Linked DNA regions of Sus scrofa: region 2 is linked to region 1. A link is a contact called in public HiChIP or PLAC-seq data. All regions are on one chromosome and are shown on one strand. Each heading gives the region's core, a stretch centred on a gene start, on an enhancer-like site or on the middle of the called end of the contact. The rest is flanking DNA. Distances are from core to core; before and after follow the strand shown. Region 1 overlaps SLC28A1 (solute carrier family 28 member 1). Region 2 holds the start of SEC11A (signal peptidase complex catalytic subunit SEC11A).

Region 1 (4,550 bases), core at 821-3,320:
AATTTCCATAAGTGGGAAATCCAGAGGCTTCAGGTCCTGCTGGATTCAGGTACTCAACATTACCTGGGATTTGCCTTACTTATATCCTGGTTCTGTGTTCTCAGGATTGGCTTTTGTCTTAGTTTTGTGTAGGTCTCTTGAAGTATGGCAAAGAGGTACCAGGCTTACATCCAACCAACTTAGCAACCTTAGCAGAGAGAGAGAGAAAGGGAGCCTGATTTCCATTAATTGCAGAAGGAAATCCAAGAGTGGGCTCTTTTTAGCCTGGCTTGAAGTATCTGCCATCCTTGAACAGGTAGCCAGGGAGGATACATGACTTTGGGAGGCCAAACCTGGAGCCTCTGGGCTGAGAGTGCAAGAGGGGTGCTTTCCCAAAGGGAATTAAAAGTTTGTTCCCCACAAAAAAGACCAAAAAAAAAAAAAAAAAAAAAAAAAAGCCAGAAAAGGAGTTCCCATCGTAGCTGAATGGAAATGAATCTGACTAGTATCCATGAGGATGGATATAGGTTCGTTCCCTGGCCTTGCTCAGTGGGTTAAGGATCCTGCGTTGCTTTGAGCTGTGGTGTAGGTCACAGACGTGGCTTGGATCTGATGTTGCTGTGGCTGTGGTGTAGGCCCGCAGCTGTTGCTCCAATTTGACCCCTAGCCTTGGAAGCTCCCTATGCTTGGGGTGAAGCCCTAAAAAAAAAGAGAGAAAAAAATTAAACAGCTTTTTCCCAAAAGAAGTAATGGAAGGGACACCGGGCAGTCCAAGCAGCTGTGTCCACCAGAGACCCCACCCGCCTTGTCTCCCATTCCAGCACTGAAAGTATCACCCAGCTTGCTGCTATGTCCATCCCCTCGTCAGTGTTAGCTATGTGTCTTTCCTCCCTTTTTCCAAGAATGTGCACACACCTGCTACTTACCTCTCTCCCTGGATCACTCTTTGGGCCCATGGACTCGTAGACCATTGGGCTGGGAGGAAGCTCATTGATCTTTGGGCCTCCCCTTTGTATTATAGGTGGTCAAACCACCCCCCAGAGAGGGGAAGTGACTTAGGCACAATTTTGCAGTGAGTTAAGTCAGAACTGGGGATAGAACCGAGTTGTTGTACTGGCAGTCATGTGATGTTTTCTTCCTCATACTTGTAGAAGTCAGTGACATCATGTGTCCCTTCCAAATACTGAAAGTATCCCTAATAACAGTAGTGGTAAATTTGAAATCTATTAATGGTTGCTAAAGACTTTGAGACTGGGAGTTCCCATTGAGGTGCAGCAGAAACAAATCTGACTAGTATCCATAAGGATGTGGGTTCAACCCCTGGGCTCACTCAGTGGGTTAAGGATTCAGTGTTGCCATGAACTGTGGCGCGGGTGGCTCAGATCCTGTGTTGCTGTGGCTGTGGTGTAGGCCAGCAGCTGCAGCTCCAATTCAACCCCTAGCCTTAGAACTCCCATATGGCACAGATACTCCCCTAAAAAGCAAAAAAAAAAGACTTTTAGATTGGATGTTCAGTCAAGAGAGAAGCAGTAAGGGAGGTGGGTTTATCATTAACCAGGCTCAGCATTTCCTAGCCAAACACTAACTGTTCCCTGGCCCCTGGAGGCTCTGTTCTCCAGTTAGTGTATTAGCGAGTGGCCTCCTTAGCAAAGGCAGGTGGGAATGAGGGTGGATTTCAGACCAATGCTCCATGGCCACAGAGTTCCCATTCTCAACAAGGTTCACTAATCACAAAACTTCCTTCACACCCTGCCCTCCCCCCACATGCGTGCATGAGCACGAACACACACACACACACACACACACACACACACACACACACACACACGTCAAGCTTGGGGCTTGTCCTCAAGCTGAGAGTGGCTTTGTTAATGCTGAATCGAACGGAAGACTCAGGAGTTTTCTTTCTGTTCTTTCCATGAATCATGTGGACCAAGTCCAAGGCCTTGGCCCATGTCTGCCTGGGGAAGTCTCTGAGCTAGCTTAGATTTTCACAATCCAAGCTGCTTCCTGCTGGGCCACGGTCCAGCTCATCGCTTCTCCAGGAAGCTGAGTCTGCCTGGGACTCCTTCAGCCTTCCATCTCCCCTGGCACAGCCAACGTGGCAGCCACCTCCTGGCTGCATCATCTTGATTAGTCATTCTGCCTTGGCTCCATCTCCCTTCTAGTAACTTTCCACCCCCACGATCACCTCCCTCCAGGCTCCCACATCCTTCCTGGTTCTGGCTGAGCCTGGAGCACACACTCACTCGTTCCTTCCCTATCATCACTCCAACCTCTAGAACATGCACCCACTCCCTAACTCTGCAGTGCTGCTTAAATATTCTCTCTGAGGAACCCCTAGGGAGAGAGAAAATGTTTTCACCTCCCAAGGGTTTCGGGGTGTCTGCCTGGTGCATACTCTGCAATCCCCAATGGTTATCAGTGCCAAATTTGGCCAAAAATAATAAAAAAGATCAGATAAGGACGAAAATGTGCCACTGGATCTAATAATTAAGGTGTAACTGTAGTGAGCAGGATTTTCAGAGGAAGAAATGGAAAGTAAATGGAAATGGGGTGGCTGCTGAAACGAGGGAGATGGGACGATGGAACTGGAGCGATCTTAGGAGAATGTGGCATCTGCAGAGGCCTCAGAAGGAGACTTACACAGAGACAGGCATGAGGGGCAGAGCGGTGAGGCCATTCTGGGGGAAAGGACAGCATGAGCAGGAAGTCAGGAGGCATGTCGGAGTTCCCATCATGCTCAGTGGAAACAAATCTGACTAGCATCCATGAGGATGCAGATTTGATCCCTGGCCTTGCTCAGTGGGTCGGGGATCCTGCACTGCTGTGGCTGTGGTGTAGGCCAGCAGCTACAGCTCTGATTCAACCCCTAGCCTGGGACCCTCCATATGCTTCAAGTGGAGCTCTAGAAAGACCAAAAAAAAAAAAAAAAAAAAAAAAAGAGGCATGTCCCCCTAATTTATCTGACCTTAGCGTAAGTTCCTTCTTCCCTCCTGTGCTCTTGGTGGCAGGCTGGATATTGCAGCCATCCCCTCTGAGGAATTTTCCAGCTCTGGGATTTTGTGGTTCATTGTGGCTGGGGGCTAGTGACAGGGCTCTGTGTACAGGGTCTAGGCCTTGAGGGCTGGGGGTTTGGGGACTGCCAAGCAGTCTCAGGAAGTCATCAGAAGCTCTGGCTTAGCTCCCTCCAGGGAGAGGAGGCAGCAGGGCCAGGTCCTTGGTGGGTTTAGTTTTGCCTTCGGAGCCTGTTTCCTGGGAAGATGGAGTTGGCTCAGAGGGTCTGGTCTAGACTCTAGAGCAGTGATTCTTAGAGGACAGTGTCCAAACCAGCAATATCTAGAAAGGCCAAACTCTCAGGCCCACCCCAGACCTACTGAATCTGAAACTCTCTGGGTTGGGGCTCAGAAATATGCATTTCTAATAAATCCTCAGGTGAAGCTGCTGGCCCAGGGTCCACACTTTGAGAACCACTGGCCTAGAGGCATTCTAATTTCCTTCTCCCTTGAGTGAGGGTGAGCACTAGTACTAGTAGACCAGCCTGCTCTAAATTTCCATGGAGCAGTGGTGGGCACGCCCTTGGGGCTGCTGTGCCCCGGGCTAAGATGCTCCCCTGCAGGGCTGCCTCTCCTAAAGACAAAGAAATGAGGCTCCAGGACTGGCTCCAGAACAAACCTCCTCAGGGTCATGGCAGGGCCTCAGCAATCTGATTCGTGGCCAGGAGGTACTCTGTCCGTCTGGGCAGGTAACCAGTATCTCACAGCCTCGGTGTGCCCTTTGGTGCAGTGAATTGACATTAGCCTCCGTTGCTTTGAGGATCCATGAATCACCACATATTGGGTACCTGGCTCATAGCAGGACCGCACAGTACACGAGGAGCAGGACTTCATGGCACTTTCTACCCCTCCCCAAAGGCAGGCTCTCCAGCTGCCTGCCCTGTCTTCTGCCATCTCACATACCAAGGTCCCAAGGGGATTTCCTGGGTTGAGGCAGGAGAGCGTATTGGCCTCAGGGACCTTACCTAGTATTAAATGTCCCACCTTAGAAATCACCCCTCTTCTCTTTCACTCATCCTCCTCTCTCCCTGGACAGTCAGAGCTTCCCTTCCATCAGACACCCCCATCTCACAGAGAGGAAATGTCCCTTGGTTGCTGCCAGGAGAAAGGCTCAATTCTGCGGTCAGATCCCCCGCTCAACTTCCTGGCCTCGGCCATCTCAGCAACCCTGCCAGGCTGCTGAGCCATCGCCTGCCTGATAAATTGGACAGGCAGTCTAGACAGTACGTGATCTTCTCTGCGTGTTACTGCAAGGGAGAGCAGAAAGCCGTCACCACTCCTCGTGCTGGGGGTGTGTCCAGCACCAGGAAGCCCGGGCCGGAGGCAGGGAGGAGTCAGGGGCAGGAAAAGGGTTTCTCCACCCAGTGCCTGTGTTCCCTGTCAGGTGACATTTCCATGCAGTGAAGCTGGTGACAGAGATGCCAAGTGGAGCAGGTCCAGATAAAACCTGCAGCCCTCATCTGGAAAGGGAAGGGGGAAGGCAGGGCTTGTTTCTCTCCCCAGGGGTGCTGCCTG
Region 2 (4,295 bases), core at 1,342-3,841, 200 kb before region 1:
CAGGAACTCCCTATTATCCATGTTCTTGAGAATATTTTTAAAATTTTATCTGTAACATGGAAATTACCATTTCTTCCTAATTCCACATTCATTGATGTCATGTTAGTAGCTTGAATCAGCCATGTTGGAAGTATCTATACCACAGAAATAAGCAAACTACATATCAGGGCTTCATGGATTAAGAAAAGCCTTGGGAAAACTGTGCTCTGATATTCCAATAAAAGAGCCACACTCCAAAGAGGAGATGGCAAATAAAATAGTATATAAGAGCTGAAAGAACTTTAGAGATCACCTAATAGTTTAAGGCAGTCCATGGAGACTCAGAAAGAACTCCAAGGGGTGTTCTGAAGCTAAGTACACGAAGTTTGAAAAGGAACAGTGTTCAAATACACAGTAGCACAAAATAGGGAGGAAAAGAACACTGGTCAAGAAAGAAACCGTGAGAAATGGCAGGCTGTAAAATGATTGAAACTTAACACAAATGAAATTCTAAGGGGTTTGGACTTTAACCCACAAGGCAATGGACGCTACTGAAAGTTTGAGGGCAGAAAAGAAGACATTAATCTGGTCAGCAGTACATCAGATGCTGTGAAGACAGTAAAACACTATAATTTTGAAAACTGTGAAGCAGACAAAAAAAATTACATATAATAAACAAAAATCTTGAGTAAGGTGTTAAAAAATCAATTAAAACTCAAAGCTCAAAAGAACATATAAACTCTGTGATTCCATTTATATAAAACGCAAACCCATCTATACTGACAAGAAAGCAAGCCAGTGGTTGCCAATTGCTAGAGATGAACTACAAAGGGGCACAAGATCTTGTGGGTGATAGAAACGTTCTGTATGACTGTAATGGATGCAAATAATTACAGAAACATATTAACTGATACACTTTAAATGGATGGAATTTATTGCACTAAAGTAATCCTTTGTGAACCTGGTAAGAAGAAAAAGAAAAACTACAACTCAAATTAATCAGACATTAGATGAGATATATTTAGGCATAAATGGAAAAGTTACACAAATGACAGCAATTTTAGAGGGCTAAAACCAAACTTCTAGTTTCCCTCTTTTCATCTAATTAGCTCTCGGTACCTAGAGTCACTATCATTTTTTCCCCGAGATATTATGTGCAGGTAAAAGCTCATTTCATAACTTATCCTTGCCCCATCCCCATGCTATCCAATTCTTCCCATTTCCTAACAATCTCTGGCAGGTAGCTCATTTTCTTAATCTGTGTAATGGGAATAACATTATCTACCTCACAGGTATAGCAAGAGCTTAAAAGTAATTGCCTTGCCTTAGTCATTTTCTACACATTATACTCCTTGAAGGCAGATCTGTAAAAAGGTCCGAGGCAATCAAAACTAGGCTCCACAGACACAGGTGCAGAAGACAAAAAGGAGTAACTTTTCCAAGTGTGCCCCTTACAAAAGTATTCCTAGTACCCTCTAGAATACGATCTATAAGTTCAAGACAGAGCAAGGTTTAAGGACAATACCAGGAGATCTAAATCTCAAGATCCCTGTGCCACTAATACTGGGAGGTATACCCGAGGATTCTGAGGGCTGCCACCTTAATGCGAAGTGACTCACGAGCAAGTAGAGTAACTGTTCAAACTCTGAACTCGGAGGTGGTTCAGGGAAGTCCGCGCAGCCCGCTGCTCTAGAAAGGCTGCAACTGCTGAAAGTAGCAAAATGGCTTTTGTTGGGCCTAACCGCCTTCCGGAGCACCCCCAAAGTCAGAGCAGAAGTGAACTAACTGCTAAACCTAGTTGCCAGAATCCACTGGAAGTCGCTGCAATTGGAGAAATCATGAGTTTGCCGCCTTATCAAGTTTAAAACAATAAGTAACCCCAACTCCCACTTACAAAATACCCTACTGTTTCCTCTTGCTCCCCTGCCTCATCGTGGGGAATGGAACGAGAAGACCAGGCTTCCTGCTCCGCCCATAGAAGGCCCGGAATCAGCTAGGGGCTAAAAATTGGGGACGGATAAAGCTACCTCTGGCCACAGACTCTACAATGAGATGGTGTAATCCCAGCGTCAGACCCGTTCAGGCCCTCACACTGGGGCCCAGAGATCCGCGGGGCACCGCAGCAGCAGCATTCGTGGGACTAGGAGAACGGTAGGTGGCCAACCTCACCTGCCGCTTGTTCATCCGCCGCACATCGTCCAGAAAATCTAGAGACAGCATGGCGCGGCTGGCGAGGGGACGCGAGCAGTAGGAGAGACGAACTGTGTTACCAGCGGCAGGAACGGCTGGCTCACCGGCCGCGCTCACACTGGACAGGACCCCGCGGCGCCCGCACTTCCGCTTCCGGGGCGGAACCGGGGCAGCCCTGCCCCTTCGCTGCGGAAAACAGACAAAGGGACGCGTGACCTTCCTAATCCAGCCTCTTGGCCTAGCTTCGCTGTAGAAGGGCTTTCGTATCCGGTACCTCGGCTGCTGCAAACAGACCGAAACCCACTTCCCCACCTCAGCCCCGCGGCCCCACACGGAGGCGGCCACTCGGGTTTAGCTAGAAGGCCTCCCTGCAACCTCCAGAAGGCGGGCCCTGGTGCACACCTGGCTAATAGGGAGCTGTGTCTCTGGGGTTTGCGAGTAGAACCGGCCTGTGATTGGCTGGCGCGTTCAAGCCGGGGCCGCGGGCCTGGGTGTGGCCCTGGACATTTCCCCAGCCCGGCCTCCTCTGGTAGGGCTGGTCTACCGAGCTAAGGGAAACTGAACGGCTCTGTTTCAGTAGTGCTGTTGGGTAAGGGCGGAATATATGAGAGACTTGCAAAGCACTGCCTGAACCTTTCAGGAGTTTAGGAAACTCTTGGTTTGAGAGAAAACAACCCGGTAGGATTAGAAAACTAATGTGACAGTGTGAAAAGACCATCTGTGGTGCGGATTGTCAGGTAGTCAGTCCCTTCCTCCTTTATTTTGACCTAACAGGATCTGATAGTATCCCTGAGAAGAATCTCCTGTTTTGTTTTTTGTTTTTTTTTTACCTTGGGCACCACAAGGTGACTCTTATCGCTTATTGCTGTCTGTACAGCTCTTCCTTGGCTTACCTCCCAATGAAACCATCATAAATTGAAATTATAAGTTGGGAGTTTCCATTGTATCTCAGAGGGTTAAGAAGCCGGCTAGTATCCCTGAGGATGCGGGTTGGATCCCTGGCCCCCAGCTTTTTAACAGTACCAGACTCTTTTCTTCATATGTTTTAACACGTACAAACAATACATGCGTACATTCTCATTGTAAAAGATTAAAACATGACAGGCAATCTAGCCACTCCACTGCTGGCTATATACCTGAAAGAATTCAAAGCAGGGTCTTGAAGAGCTGTTTGTATACCCATGTTCATAGCAGCATTATTCACAATATTTAAAAAGTGGAAGCAACTCAAATGTCCCTTAATGAAGGAATGAATAACAAAGGAAGTATAAACATACTATGGAATATTATTATGGCTTAAAAAGGAATGAAGTCCTATATGCTACCACATGGGTGAACCTTGAGAACATTATTCTAAGTGAAATAAGCCGAATACAAAAGGACAAATACTGTCTGAGTCCCTTATATGAGGTACCTAGAAGTAGTCAGATTCAGAGACAGAAAGTAGAACAGTGGTTCAAGGGTTAGGGGGAGGAGGAAATGGGGAGTTGCTTAATGGATACAGAATTTTAATTTTTCAGGATGGAAAAGTTCTGGAGATTGCTTGCACAGCAATGTGAATGTACTTGACACCACTGAACTCTACTCTTAAAAATAGGTAAGATGGTACATTGTTTGTTATGTGGATTTGACCACAATTTGAAATTAAAAAGCGAGTAGAATGTGATGGTTCTTTTTGCTCTTAGAGAGTCTTTTAGAGAGTCTTAGAGAGTCTCTCCCCTCTCTAAACCCATCATCACTATTAAAAGTTTTGGAGAGTTCCCCTTGTGGCTCAGCAGTAACTAACCTGACTAGTATCCATGAGGACTCAGTTTCAATCCCTGGCCTTGCTCAATGGGTTAAGGATCCATCATTGCTGTGAACTGTGGTGTAGGTTGAAGACACAGCTCAGATCTTGTGTTGCTGTGGCGTAGCTGCAGTTCTGATTCTACCCCTAGACCAGGAACCTCCATATGCCTCAGATGTGGCCCTGGAAAGCAAAAATAAATAAATAAATAAATAAATAAATAAATAAAGGTTTTTGCTGGAGTTGCCGTCGTGGCACAGTGGTTAACAAATCTGACTAGGAACCATGAGGTGGCCGGTTCAAACCCTGGCCTTGCCTAGTGGGTTAAGGATCTGGCGTT

What was found. HiChIP or PLAC-seq counts read pairs in DNA pulled down with a chosen protein or histone mark.
Region 2: an H3K27ac HiChIP or PLAC-seq map of alveolar macrophages shows a contact between it and region 1. The contact joins the promoter of SEC11A here to the enhancer-like site in region 1. A contact is called at or near these places in 1 of 47 Hi-C or Micro-C datasets (heart right ventricle) and 2 of 2 datasets of contacts at active chromatin or transcription factors (alveolar macrophages and skeletal muscle).

Annotation. Positions count from the first base shown.
Region 1 is chr7:52,627,046-52,631,595 of Sscrofa11.1, reverse strand. All of the region lies in intron 8 of SLC28A1 (solute carrier family 28 member 1), which reads left to right. Among named protein-coding and RNA genes, the nearest start is that of SLC28A1, 24 kb to the left of the region's middle. Within about 2 kb of position 2,070, at least 46 of the 83 cell types and tissues checked have an H3K27ac peak or open chromatin away from gene starts, as enhancers often do. A contact at or near this core is called in alveolar macrophages and skeletal muscle, where this site is marked.
Region 2 is chr7:52,827,563-52,831,857 of Sscrofa11.1, reverse strand. It overlaps SEC11A (signal peptidase complex catalytic subunit SEC11A), which reads right to left and starts at 2,591. Exons shown (of 7, transcript XM_021098904.1): 1 at 2,572-2,591; 2 at 2,149-2,355. The coding sequence starts at 2,199.